Regions from separate parts of the Mus musculus genome. Here regions 1, 3 and 4 are each linked to region 2. A link is a contact called in public HiChIP or PLAC-seq and promoter capture Hi-C data. All regions are on one chromosome and are shown on one strand. Each heading gives the region's core, a stretch centred on a gene start, on an enhancer-like site or on the middle of the called end of the contact. The rest is flanking DNA. Distances are from core to core; before and after follow the strand shown. Region 1 holds the start of Pnpla3 (patatin-like phospholipase domain containing 3). Region 2 has its middle 27 kb from the start of Gm34201. Region 3 overlaps Parvb (parvin, beta). Region 4 holds the start of 5031439G07Rik (RIKEN cDNA 5031439G07 gene).

Region 1 (3,261 bases), core at 330-2,829, 490 kb after region 2:
ATAAGTATCTGTTTCCCAATGGTCTTTGATGACTCCTGTGAAAGGGTCATTAGACCCCCAGAGAGGCTGTGACCCACAGGTTGAGAGAACCATTGCTCTATATGAAAGTGGGTGTACTTAAGATTCCTGGAGTCAATGCATTTAAACCATGTCCCAATAATCATCCATCGCTATTGGGCTCAGAGCCCTCCATTTAAGAACTAACTGCCTTTAGTGCCGAAGCCCAGGGTGTGCAATGGCCACTGGACTAATCTAGTCTTTCCAGAGGCCACTCTCACTGCCCTTTACTCCTGGCTCCCTCCTCACTGGGAAACCCAGACAAGCAGGCACACAGCCAGATTTGCTTGTCTTCTAATCCCTGATTCTCATCGGCTCAGGGTCTGCTCACCGATCCCATCCAATGGCAGAGCTCCGCTCATCAGCAGGGGCTTTCCCCTGCCTGCCAAAGTCTCTCCCTGCTGGCTGTGGCCAGCAGAGAGCAAAGAGTAAAGTGTTAAAGAGGCCCCAGATCAAAGAGGGTTGATGTGGGACATTGTCATGCAGCCTGGGGACCTTTGGGTGTCAGCAGTCCGCCCCCCCCCCCGTGGGCACTTAGCCAAGCCCTGCCCACAACCCCAAAAGCATCCGGCTATGACACTGGGAAGAGAAGGCATCACATCCTAGTAGTTTAGTGGGGGAGAGGAGAGTACTCGCCTCCTCTCGCTCATGGGTGCATGGGCAAATGTTTAATTAGGCCAAGATTCAAATGCCCTGAATGTCAGTGACATCGATCTGGGAAGGGCCGCTTATCTAGGCTAGTGAAGACAGGAGAGAGTGGAACTGGATCTGTCTGGGAACCCATTCCAGCTTCTAGGGAGTGTTCCAAATATTTCTCTAATCCACGTACCCCGCCCCCACCAGCCACCTCTAAAGGCAACCGGAGCATTGGACTGCCACTAAGGGTGTTCTAGTCTGGGTGCCTTCTGCCCTTCCTGGCGGCACCAGCCATGGGACACTAGCCAGAGCCACACAGGACAAACCTTCTGCGGCTCAGGGACCAGAGGACCCGGCAAACCTGCGTCGTTCCCTGCTGCTCAGGGATGACCCAGCTGACAGGACCAGGGCGCCAGAGCGGGTCAGGAAGAAGATGCTCGGAGCGCGTCTGCTCCAGCCGGCCCCGGGAAATCCCACGCCAGGTGACAGGCCCAGGGTCTCCAGCTGAGTGCTCAACGGCACCGGGAAGGATGAGAGCTCTCCGGACAGGTTTCTTCGGGCACCCCGGAAAGTGTTACCGATTCCCCAGGTGTAGCAACCCCTCCCCGCACGCGGGGCCTGGGTAGTGGCCGTGGACGCACCGAGAGGGAGACTGCACACGAAGGTGACCGCGTGCAGTGCACCGGCCGAGCAGCCAAAGAAAGTGCGCGCATCGCGGAGGAGGTGCGGGGCGCGCTCGCTCAGACATAGCGTAGCCCCGACGTGGTAGAAGCCCAGGAAGCCGCAGCCTGCAAACGACAGGCTCCAGCGGCGCTCTGGGTCATACATGGTGCTTGAAGCTCCGGGCGGCGCTGCAGTTCAGCTCTGCTCCCGGTGTTGCTGCTCTGAGCTTAAAGAGCCGCAGCCGCCTAAGCTGTCTTCGGGTGACGTCAGCTGAGGCCCCGCCCCACTAGGACCATGCAAATAAGCCAGTGGGAGGCCCAATGGGCGTACTGGACTCATGCCCCGCCCCATGTCCCTCCCGCGTGGGCTTTCCCAAATCCTAGGCTTGGATGCTTGCTGGGCAGAATGGCTCTTTGAATACCCTTTTCTTTCAGGTTCTGGATGGCACGCCGGTGGCACTCTCTCCTTTTCTTTATTACACGAGAGATGCTACCATCCACATGCTGTCTTTCCTTTATTTTCATGTAGGGTGTCTGTTTTTGCAGTTATTTATTTTGCTTTCTGTTCGTTTTTAATTCATGGAGAGAGGTTTTCTTCCTCCCTTCCTTCCTCCCTCCCTCCTTCCCTCCCTCCCTCCCTTCCTTCCTTCCTTCCTTCCTTCCTTCCTTCCTTCCTTCCTCTTAAAAAGATACTTAGGCTCCCCGCCCCCATGTTTATGAGTATTTTGTCTGCATGTATGTCTATGCACCATGGGTGTGCAGTGACCAAGGAGGCCATAAGAGGACGTTAAACCTCCTAGAACTGGAGTTGCAGAGGATTGTGAGCCATCGCGTGGATTCTTGGACTCCACTCTGGTGCTCTGTAAGAGTAGTTGTGGCCTCTACCGCTGAACCATCCTTTCAGCGCCTTGTTTAATTTTACAGTACTAAGAACTGAACCTCGGCCCTCCTGCATGCTAGGCAAAGGCTCTACCACTGAGCTGCCCTGGGTTCCTTTTTCTTTTAACCAGCTGCCTCCTTCAGTGACTCAGCCTGGACTTCAGCCTCTGGCCCCTTTGCCACAGCCTCCTAAGTAACTAAGACTACAGGAAGACAACACCAGGCAGGGAGGACCTGAAGTTTCCATGTACAAGTGTCACTTATAAATAAAATATGTGATTGGCCGGTGCCAATGAAGGCAGGAGTAAGGAAAGCTGGGAGCTAGATGGTTTGTGGTCCTGTCTGTGCCTCTTCTGACTACAAAGTATCTTTGACCAAGTATAGCAATACAATTTGTACACTACTCTTTTTTTTCTTTTTTTTTTTTTTTAGATTTATTTATTTATTTATTATATATAAGTACATTGTAGCTGTCTTTCAGACGCACCAGAAGAGGGCATCAGATCTCATTACGGGTGGTTGTGAGCCACCATGTGGTTGCTGGGATTTGAACTTCGGACCTTCGGAAGAGCAGTCGGTGCTCTTACCCACTGAGCCATCTCACCAGCCCCTGTACACTACTCTTTAATAGAATATTTTAGTTAAAATTTATTTTTAATATTCTTATGTGTATGGGTGTTTTGGCTGCATGCATAGCTGTGTACCACATTCAGGTTTAGTACCCATGAAATCTAGGAGAGAGTATTGGACTCTTGAGCATCTTCTTCCCAGCCCACTCCGGCACTCTGGTTTGGAATGCCCCCCCCCCACACACACACACACTTGGGTCCTACCAGCTGGGGCATCCCTGGAATTGGAGTCACAGACAGTTGTTAATCACTCTATGGGTGCTGGGAACCTAACCCAGGTCCTATGGAGAAGCAACATATGAACCACTGAACCATCTCTCCAGGCCTCTAGTAGAATGGTTTGCTATTGTTTCAGGCAGAAGAAAAAAGAACAAAAGAAAAGTTACAAAATCCCTCAC
Region 2 (3,293 bases), core at 186-2,685:
AGCCAAATGTCATATTTCGAGCAACTCCTCAGAGGCCCAGGACTTCTGAAGGCTTCCACATTGCCCCCCGCACCCCCACGTCTACCCTTGAGCTTGTGACAATCTGTCAGGATAAAAACTATTCCGAACAGACTCATGAGCCCCTCCCCTTGGCTGTCAGACTATGGAGATAATGCACCCCACGATTCTGGGATATTGATATTCCCAGGGGTTTCACACTGGGAAAAGAACAAAGCTGACTCCTAGAGCTGACCCAAGGAGGAGCTTGCATCCTAGGAAGAGATTCTGCACGGTCCTCATAGTTTATCAGACCACCTTGCAGAAGAGACTAGACGCAGACAATGATGGTAGGCGGGGCCCCGCTTGGACCAGGACTGCCTGGCTATGCACACTTCTTCCCCTTTATGTCAGCCTAAATATCTTGTTAGGACACAGAAGATGGCCTTGAGTAGGAAGCAGTCCCTGGGCCTCTGCGTTCACCTTCCCAACATGGCTATGTTGAATAAACTTCCTATTTTCTCCTCTCTGCGTGTTGCTTGTCTTTAATTGGCTTGTCGAGGACAGTTTGCTGAGCTTGGCTTGTTGGGGGGGCTGCCAGGGCCCAGACCTTAACTTGAGTAACAAGCCCACAGGGAAGCCTTGCAGCTGGGAAGCTGGGGTTGGAATGCAGAAGGACTCCCAGTTGCTCGGAAGAGCTTGAAGGGCAGGGCTGAAGAGCAGGGTGAGCGAGGCCTAAACGCTAATTCTGCCAGTTGCTATGATCAAGGTTGTGATGTTGGAAGCCCATGCGGTGGTTCTCAACCTTCCTAGCGCCGTGGCCTTTCTATTTCGTTCTTCACATTGTGGTCATCCCCAACCTTAAGATTGCTTTGTTGATGCTTAACTTAAATTTTCATAACTGTAATGTTGCTACTGCTATGAACCGTAATGGAATATATCTGCTATGCAGGATATCTGCAATGCGACTTCCCCTCCCCCCATAGCCTGGGAACTGCTACCATAGGGGTTGGGTTGCTTCTGTCCGCTAGGGAGAGCTGAGGGAAAGTCTCCCTCAACAGCAGGCTCACAGATTTACAGTTCCTGGGAAAGTGTCATCCTGCAGTCCTCAGCTGCCCTGCCAGTGAGTGTCCACCCTGGGTCCCCACAGAAGAGCCTGAGAGGATGAGGAGATCAGGACCCTGGTTCCAGGATGGGCACCTTTCCTTCATCCCCATGGGAACAGCTCTGGCCGGCAACTCTTCCTCCCCCACCCCAAGACATAGAACTTGATGATAAAGAGTCTAAGCTCCCTCCTCCATGCACACTCAGAAAGCCCGGCAGGCAGCTGCCCCATCCCCCGCCCCGCCCCGCCTCCCCCCACTCATCCACATCCTGTGTCCCAGGGTGGGATTAGTGACGAAGGCTGTGGTCTGGCATCCTGCCAGCAATCTGTCCTTCCGCGGCTGCTCTCAGGTTTCCATGTAGAGTCAGCACAGGCGCAGTTGGCCTGAGATGGCTGGCTTCTTGGAGAGCCTGCAGCCAGCCTGCCGTCAGCATCCCAGACCTTTCAACGGGTCCGTTCGGTGCTTTATCCACAGAGCCAGGGCTCTGTAGAACGCTTCTAGGTTTCCTACGCGAGCAACATACAGGCTGTTTAGCGCTTCCGGATCAAGGGGGGAATGGGGAGAGCCGAGATCCATGTCTTATGCCGGGCTGCTGGAGAAAGCTTCCGATTTACTGTGACGTTAGTCTATACGTTCTTGGAATTTCTTTACCGGTTGGTGGGGTATCCCTTTTTTTTTTTTAATTTGTTTGAGGATTATTCGTTTTTGCATCTATTGAAGACATTTGTCCTTAAAATTTTTTTTTTTTTTTTTAATTCTGGGGCTGGGGCTGTAGCTCCGTTGGTAGAATACTCGTCTAGCACACACAAAGCCCCAAGTTCCACCCACAGCATGGCATAAAACCAGGTAGGGTCCCAGCACCGACCAGGAGTTCAAAGTCCTTCTTGGTTATAGAGCAGAGTCAAAGCTATCTTGGGTTGCTTGAGATCCTCACAAAGTTATAGATTCTGTGTGATGGCTTAGATGGTTATATATCCATAACCCTAGAATTCTTTCTTTCCTTTTTCAAGACAGGGGTTTTCTATGTAGCCCTGACTGTCCTGGAACTCACTCTGTAGACCAGGCTAGCCTTGAACTCTATCTGCCTGTCCAGGACAGCCAAGGTTACAAGAGAAACCCTGTCTTGGAAAAACCAGAGGGCGGGGGTACTCTATTTTGATTTCTTGGGATAGGGTCACATGTAGTTCAGGTTGACTTTGATTTCCAGATAGCACCCCCACACCCCGCCTCTTCTTTATCTATTTTATTGCAGAGCCTATAATGCCTACTTGATGGTCAGGGTTTAGCTGAGCCAAGTTGAGCCAGATAAAGACTTTCATTAGCCTGGGCTCTCCTCTGAGCGGAGCCTCATGTCCTCAGTCAGCCCTCCCCAGCCCTGGCACAGAAGGGCTGAGCTGGCTGTGTGGCTGAGGAGGTCGCTACACTGGATTCTTCACCTTTCGACTGAGCGGATTCCTGGAATCTAAGAGCATGAAAACTCATAACCCTGCGGGACTCCCAGCTCTGTTTCTGAATTCTAGGCCCCATCTTACCCTCTGCCACTGCACTGCTTAAAACCCGGGGATGGGGAAGGAGATGCCCCACAAGGGAACCCCCAGACCTCCGTCTACCTGACAGCCTGTGTGTCTTCACACCCGGTTAGCTCTTCATCCAAAGCCTTCGTTTTGTCTCCTACATGGGATGAGCCTTGCTCAGATCTGGAGTTTCTGGGCTTTGCTTGATTTTCTTTGGACCTCCATCCTTGTACCCTTTCTTACACTGGCCTTTCTTAGTGGCCCCAGAGAAATGTGGCATTTAAAGTTTGTTTGTTTGTTTGTTTGTTTTTTGAGACAGGATTTTACTAGGGTAAGCTTGACTGACCTAGAACTCATTAGATAGATCAGGCTGGCCACAAACACATAGGGATCTGTCTGTTTCTTTTCTTTTTTTTTAGATTTATTTTATTTATATGAGCACTTTGTAGCTGTCTCTAGACACACCAGAAGAGGGCATCGGATCCCATTACAGATGGTTGTGAGCCACCATATGGTTGCTGGGAATTGAACTCAGGACCTCTAGAAGAACAGTCAGTGAGCTATCTCTCCAGCCCAATTTGTCTGTTTCTATCTCCTAAGTTCTGGGTTTGAAGATGTATACCCCCATGCCCTGCCATTTTCATATGTATGTGTGTGTGTTTGTGTGTGTGTTTAT
Region 3 (3,083 bases), core at 8-2,507, 360 kb after region 2:
GGTGGCTATCCTGAGCTAACACACCTGGCACCCTGACATTCCTTTAATTTTTTTTTAATTGTGTATAATGTATATGGTGTGTGTGTGTGTGTGTGTGTGCGTGTTGTATGTGTGTGTTGTATGTGTGTGTGTGTGTGAGTTGTATTTTTGAGGCAGGGTCTCTCACTGAACCTGAGACACACTGATTTGGGTAGAAAGACTAACCAATGGGCTTCAGAGATCCACCCGTCTCTGCCACCCCCATGATGGAGTTATAGATACATAACCCTGTCCCTGAATTGTGTGTGTGTGAGTGTGTGTGTGTGTGTGTGTGTGCGCGCGCGCGTGTTTAACATAGGTGCTGAGTATCGGGTCCCTCATGCTCACACAGTGAGCACTTCACTGACTAACCCATCCCTTCAGTTCACCTCCTAAAATAAGGAATGAGAGACTCTCTTTGAGGTGAGAGACGGACATGGGAAGCCCAAGAGGGACTGTGTGGAGAAAGAAGGCAGGCAAGTCACTCCACAAAAAAAGCACACACTAAGACTAAAGAGTATGGAGGAATGAACACAGGCTCCCCCAGGCTAGTGTCCCGGGCTGAAGCCAGGGCCTTGGGCCTGAGGCCTTGCATGAGGCATGGGTCCCTGAGGTACAGAACCCTGAGGAGCGGCTGCCATCCACTTACTCTGTGGTCGTGGTCAGCTCCTCTGAGATGTGGCTGGAGTGCAGCAAGCCTTCTCGCTTCTGAAAACCCCAAAGCAAACAAATCATCAAGACAGACAGACCACGGAGCAGGGGCAACACAGAGGACAAACACTGATCTCATGGGAAATCCCTTCATGGTGACCCTGGGCAGGACGCCAGCCTAGAAAGGGAGAACCATGTGCCCCAGTGCACACTTCACGCCTGGACGGGTATACTCCAGACGACACGAGGGACTACCCTCACATTGTTCTCCGTGGTACCCTGGGATATGGTCACTAAGCAAAGCTTGGGAGAAACATTCCAGGCAAGAAACACCAACTAGAGACCATATTCTGCGGTTGAGGCAGGAGAGATGGGTAGTTCATGAGTCATGTGGGGTGGGGGTGGGGGGACAGGACTCCAGAGAAAGAACATGTGGGCACTTGCTCAAACGGGATCCCCCAAACATGTCTACCCAGGATGTTGGAACCTGCTTTTCCTTCTCGGCTTCCAATACTAGTTAAGAATGGCCACATAGTGGTGAGCTCTGCAGCTGGGGTGAGTGGGATACCCCAAAAGGAAAAAGTAGAAACAGAGAGGGCCGTGGCAGTGCACGAACATGGACACTGAACACAGCCAGCCTTGGCAGAAACAGAACAGGGTAAAGAGAGCTGCTTTCCTAAAGTCCGGAAGTGCTGGGAGGAGAAATCCACCCGCCATTGGAAGCTCCAGTTAGTAGTGGTCCTTCATCCCGGCAACTCTGGCAGGCACACGGGGCAGTGGTAGGACAGCAGAGATGATGGCAGATAGCAGCCCGCATACACTGGAAGTTCCCAGAGGCCAGCCAAAGTAGCCATAACCGCAGGTCCCTGCTTGAAGCTCCTGAGGGACAGGAACCTGAGTCCTATCCAGGCAGCCCTCTCACCCTTCCCTGAGCTGGCTCTAGGGATCTTGTAGACTGGTCCTGGTGAACAAGTAAATGCAACTGGGGACGTCATATGGCTCATCCCAGTCTCATTCTGACTGGCACTCAACAGAGCCTGCCAAGGAAGACTCTGGGTATTGGGTTCGCTTATTTGCATAGGCATGAATGAGGTGCCTGTTGGTTGCCGGGCTTTGGTAAACTGGGAACCGGATAATTGAAAGGTTAGCAACATCACTCCGAGTCTGTAGGCCGATCACCGCAGCCATGAGAAATCCTTCCATTGCTGGGGGGGGGGGCGGGGGGGGGCTAAGCAAGGCTTGGGGTGGGGGTGGGGGGGTAAGCAAGGCTTGGATCTCATGCCTTCCAGCCTCGCATGGCCTCATTTCAAATAAGTTGGTGGGCCACCCGAGCGAGCGAACGAGCGAGCGAGCACACAGACAGTCTGGAGGACCTCAGGAGAGGCAGTAGACACTGGGAGGCTGAGAGGCTGCCATCCAGTTGAATCTCCTTGCCCAGTTTCTTTTCCTTTGGACTCAATGCAGACAACCCCGGAATCCCAGTCAAGGCGCAGCAAGCTGGAGGGGGCTTGCAAGGGCAGTCAGATTTTCCAAAAAACCCCCAGCTTGTCTTGGACCAGTGTGCAAGACTGAAAGAAAATACCCAGATGGTGAGCCCGCTCAGTACTCTTGAGGCCTGGACTGACGTAGGTAGGTTTAGGAACCGTTTTCCCATGTGTCCTTGGGAAGACTTTCCCGGCCCGCTGCCTAGGAGCCAGCAGCCAAGTCTAGGGCCGCAGGAATGGTCCCCCTGAGTTTGCGTCACTCTCGCTGACCACAAATATCCTGATGGGGAAGGAAGCAGGGAGAAATGGCAGGTGACCTTCCGCTTAATGTCAGACACGGGGCTTTCCCGGCAGGGTACCACTAAGCTCCCAGGGCAGTAGAGAGGTCGGAATGGCTTCAGAAAACACAGGCTCAGCCAGGTCCCAGTGGACCACAGACCACAAAACAGATAAGTTAAAAATCCAGAGAACAGAGTGTAGCTGAATGTCTCCAGACACATAAACACCGACATACAGGTCCCAAGTGTGACCTCAGCCCTTTGGCAGATAAGGTGTCTCTTCCAGGCCAAAACTGGTTATCCTCACCCAGGGTCCCCAGCAGTTCAGGCAAATGTCTGGCACCCAGTAGGTGCTTAATACGTGGTTCCTGGTAAAATTGTGCACAGGAACCAAACCCGGCCAGCACCTGTGTGCTTGAACACTAAAACACAAGACAGTCCTCACAGCAGATCCATGCCTGTCCCCCACTCCCCCGTTAGCAGGACCCCAGGTCCTGGCTCCCTTCTCTGAGTAAATCAAGAGAAATGAACCTAAAAAAAGAAATAATGGAGGATGATGGCTTATAATACGGAGCAAATGTGGAGAGCCTTTAATTTGGGCGTCTATTTCATTCTGCCGGTCACAGCCTCCTCCAGTGAGTAATAAGCACGT
Region 4 (3,413 bases), core at 198-2,697, 330 kb before region 2:
GAAGGTTGAGAACCACTGCTCTGGGACCATGGAATTAGTCACTCAAGCCCTACCCTGAGCATCTCAGGGGAGCGGTACAAATCCCAGGTAAGGCTTGAACAGTATGCCAAAGCTGCCAATTTCCTGCTCTGGAGTGGTTTCCACACCTTGTGGTCCCACCCCACCTTCCTTAGAGACAATCTTCCTCAGCAGGCCTCTCTCCAGTCTCCATCACACAGCCTGCATTTATTGGGCGCTGGGAATACAGTTGTCAGAAGCCAGGCCTGAGGAATACACAGTGTCTTAGTTAGAGCTGCCATGGTGCAATGTCACAGACGGGAGGCTTAAACCATTCTGAGGACTGGGAAGCCCAAGGGAAAGGGGCTGGTTTTCTGAGACGCCTCCTACAGCTATGCAGTGTGATGTCAGGGGAGTGGTAAGGATGCTGTGCCTAGGAATAATAGAACAGGAGGCAGGCAAGATATAGTTTGTTTGTTTTTGAGGAAATGTATTGGAGGACACTGGGATCCAAAGGAGACAGGAGACTAGGAGAAGGGTATCCCAGACAGGGTGAAGAAGAGTCGGGGCAGACAGAACTTTATGCTTAGCATGATTGTGAGAATTTGACACTGGAAATGTAACTGGCTGAGACCAGCAGTGCATGGTCACCTACCCTGGTCCTGGGAAAGGACCACCGAGTGAGTTCAGAACGTGGCTTCTGGCGGCTGCTCCCTGCATCTTCCTCTTTTAGCACAGGGATGGATGCCCAGCTGGACCTTGGCCTTTAATTAGGATCACATGCAAGCTGATCTGATCCACCTCTGGCCTCTAGTCAGCACAGGAGCTAAGACAGGAAGCAACTCTCTGACCCCTTTTCCTAAGTGTTCAGCAGAGGAAACTGAGGCGTCCCAGGAGACCTCCGAAAGGAGGTGGTAACTTCTTGTTGAGTTTTGTGAAGCAAGTTTTTAGCAGAACCTACTTGGAAGGTTCAGACAGAAATAAGCAGAGCTGGTGTGCTGGAGGCTTCAGGGAATGCACAGGGCGGTGACAAAGCGCAAAATCAGTGAGGCGCAGAGGGGGCGGCTCAGAGGCGTGACTCTACTGGAGGGGGGGCGGGGGGCGGGAGAAAGTGGACTCAGGGTTGGGGAACACGGGCAGCAGGGAAGGTCAGCAGGCCAAGGAAGGTGTGGGAATGAGATGACGAGAACGTCACGCGACAGGTTGGAGCGAGGACGCGATGGGCTTTTGAAGTTGGCAGCAGCTGGTCGCAAGGAAGTAGGCGGGGCCAGGACCAGGGACGACTCACCGCCTTGCCCAGAGATCTGGGCGGAGTTTTAGGAGTATGAGGCAGGGCCTTTGCGTGTCGGGGGCGGGGAAAGGGCGGGTTTGGGGGCGGGCCCGCGTCGGGGGTGGGGCCTGGGCGGTGTCGAGCGCGCGCGGGCGGGCGGTGGCGGAGCTGAGGATCGCAGTGCTCCGCTGTGCTCCGAGGTCGGCGGTGGCGACGGCGGCGGCGGCGACGCACACAAAAGCGGATTGTGGCTTCACTGGTGCTCGCGGCGGGCGGCAGCGGGGCACGGGCGGCGGGGCGTGTCGGTGGCCCCCGCGGGCGCGGCGCGGGCGATGAGCCGGGGCCCGGCATGGCCTCCGCGCGGCCGCCGGGCAGGGCCTGTGCCTCGGCGTCCGCGCCCGCGGGGCTCCGGGCTGGGCCGGCCGCCTCCCGGGAGTCCGTGGACAGCAGCGAAGCGGAGGAGCGCTCGTTGCAGCACATGCTGCGCGCCATAGCCGAGGAGCGCGGACGCCTTAGCCTGCGCCGTGAGGTCTGCGGCCTGGGTGAGTGACGGGGACGGGCGCGCGCGTGAGTGTCCGCGCGAGTCCACCTCCGCTAGTCCCCCTGTGCTCCTTGCCCTCCGTGCATCCCCACCGCCCTGGGCTCTGTCTTTCGGGACCCCAAGTCTCAGTGTCTTTTTGGTACCACAGAACCCCGATCCTTGTGTCTCCGCGTCCCTATCTTCCTCTGACCGCCAGGATATCTGTCCCAGCTCCTTCTTCCTCTTCGTGGTTCCTTAACTCTTCTTCCTTCTCCTGGAAGATCTGGGGGCCCCACTGCTGCTGCAGGGAGTGTGGGCGTGAGATTTTGGGAGGCCCTTGAGTTCAGAGTTCAAGGCAGTGTGCCCTGACCACATTCCCCAGCCCACATGGAAGACCGCGGCTCTTGATTGCTGTAGCCTTTGTCTTTCTGCACCTAAAGGTCCTCTTGTCCATTAGCTCTACAAGGGACCTGTTGGGCCTCTGCCCCTTGACCCACCTACTTAGCACTGGAATCAGGGATTTGCTACAGCCTCTCCGGGTGTGATTCTGGTCTAAGGAGTCATTCAGCTGCTGGGTGGGGTGGGGGTGTCTCATTGTTTGAAAGGGCCTGGGAGGTGTGGGTGGGGTCGTCTTGGATGTGAGGTAATGCATAACTGATACATTTGCCCAGAACCATGTGGCAGAAACCCCCTCCCCTATAATCTTGGGCTTGTCATTTTCTCTAAAAAAAAAAAAAAAGACCCCTCCCTTCTTCATGTAAGGAATGACTTCATTCTATGTTGTGTCCCCTCACCCCCACCTCCCTGTCAGGGCTTGAGTTCTCTTTGAGGGAAGTAACAGCCTTCTAGATCCTGTCAGTGCTCCAAAGTGGAAGTGTACCCTGGTACCCTGGTAGGACCACAGTAGCAGAGGGAGAGGGTAACACCTGGAACTCAGGGTCCCTTGGTAGGCCACGCCCGGGAGGCTCTGTGAAAAGCAGAAGTGAATTTCAATTCTTTTTTTTTTTTTTTTTTTGAAGGAGACTTTTTTAGCACCTGGCCTTCTTAGGCAGCAGGGTCTAGCCCAGCTCACCTCAGCAAAGTTCTCTTGTCAGGCAGGTACAGCCACCTGGGGGTATAGATAAGGACACAGATTTTAGTGGGTTTTTTTCTCCAAAAAGGTGTCCAGAGAATGGTTTGTAGCTGATTTAGAGTGTCCTTATTAATGGACTCAGTAAACATGTATTTGAGCACCTACTGGGTGCCCACCTGTTAGGGCCAGCTGTCAACCTGGCACAGAATGTCTGAATTGGGGAGGGTCTGGGCAACCGTCTGTTGTAAGCCCCTCAGCCCTGTGACCTCTGCAGCTCCAGGTAGCTCCTTCACACTCCTCTCTGCACACACCTTTGTGGTCCCTGACCAGAAAGCATCATCATGTCTGTTATAATATAGTCTCTACTCCTAGACAGCCTTCAGGGTCTTTCCCTAAGAGCAACGAATAATCCCAGAACTCAGCCTTACCTAGGACTCACTACACTCTAGGTGCTCCGTGCACGCTCTGTCAGTTCAACTCTAACACAGTACCACTTTTGCCAAGCAGGAATATAATCTGTCAGCCATAAGGAGCCCTGTTCAGGGGCACCCAAT

The links. Promoter capture Hi-C pulls out the DNA fragments that hold promoters and counts their contacts. HiChIP or PLAC-seq counts read pairs in DNA pulled down with a chosen protein or histone mark.
Region 1: an H3K4me3 HiChIP or PLAC-seq map of embryonic forebrain shows a contact between it and region 2, with 6 times the contacts expected there. The contact joins the promoter of Pnpla3 here to the enhancer-like site in region 2. A contact is called at or near these places in 5 of 39 promoter capture datasets (embryonic stem cells, hippocampal neurons, liver and 2 more), 10 of 115 datasets of contacts at active chromatin or transcription factors (embryonic basal ganglia, embryonic forebrain, embryonic hindbrain and 6 more) and 3 of 9 other capture datasets (embryonic stem cells, macrophages and pancreatic islet).
Region 3: a FOXA1 HiChIP or PLAC-seq map of pancreatic cancer cells shows a contact between it and region 2. The contact joins two enhancer-like sites. A contact is called at or near these places in 5 of 39 promoter capture datasets (the C10 cell line, embryonic stem cells and stem cell-derived epiblast-like cells), 1 of 15 datasets of contacts at CTCF or cohesin (the NIH/3T3 cell line), 5 of 115 datasets of contacts at active chromatin or transcription factors (embryonic basal ganglia, embryonic stem cells, pancreatic cancer cells and 1 more) and 1 of 9 other capture datasets (liver).
Region 4: a contact with region 2 is called in a promoter capture Hi-C map of stem cell-derived epiblast-like cells, with 3 times the contacts expected there. The contact joins the promoter of 5031439G07Rik here to the enhancer-like site in region 2. A contact is called at or near these places in 5 of 39 promoter capture datasets (embryonic stem cells, stem cell-derived epiblast-like cells and trophoblast stem cells), 1 of 15 datasets of contacts at CTCF or cohesin (the NIH/3T3 cell line), 4 of 484 Hi-C or Micro-C datasets (the C2C12 cell line, embryonic stem cells and muscle stem cells), 4 of 115 datasets of contacts at active chromatin or transcription factors (embryonic stem cells, pancreatic cancer cells and stem cell-derived neural progenitor cells) and 1 of 9 other capture datasets (liver).

Annotation. Positions count from the first base shown.
Region 1 is chr15:84,166,134-84,169,394 of GRCm38.p6, reverse strand. Pnpla3 (patatin-like phospholipase domain containing 3) reads right to left here and starts at 1,579. Exons shown (of 8, transcript NM_054088.3): 1 at 1,335-1,579. The coding sequence starts at 1,521. Mir6392 (microRNA 6392) reads right to left here and starts at 1,125; the gene lies at 1,018-1,125.
Region 2 is chr15:84,652,528-84,655,820 of GRCm38.p6, reverse strand. No RefSeq gene overlaps it. Among named protein-coding and RNA genes, the nearest start is that of Gm34201, 27 kb to the right of the region's middle. Within about 2 kb of position 1,435, at least 223 of the 459 cell types and tissues checked have an H3K27ac peak or open chromatin away from gene starts, as enhancers often do. A contact at or near this core is called in the C2C12 cell line, the NIH/3T3 cell line, embryonic basal ganglia and 9 more, where this site is marked.
Region 3 is chr15:84,293,200-84,296,282 of GRCm38.p6, reverse strand. Parvb (parvin, beta) reads right to left here. Exons shown (of 13, transcript NM_133167.3): 7 at 668-726. Among named protein-coding and RNA genes, the nearest start is that of Gm22890, 29 kb to the left of the region's middle. Within about 2 kb of position 1,257, at least 15 of the 459 cell types and tissues checked have an H3K27ac peak or open chromatin away from gene starts, as enhancers often do. A contact at or near this core is called in pancreatic cancer cells, where this site is marked.
Region 4 is chr15:84,986,005-84,989,417 of GRCm38.p6, reverse strand. 5031439G07Rik (RIKEN cDNA 5031439G07 gene) reads left to right here and starts at 1,447. Exons shown (of 10, transcript NM_001033273.3): 1 at 1,447-1,809. The coding sequence starts at 1,746. Gm39558 (a long non-coding RNA gene) reads right to left here and starts at 1,383. Exons shown (of 4, transcript XR_875533.1): 1 at 1,286-1,383; 2 at 1-263.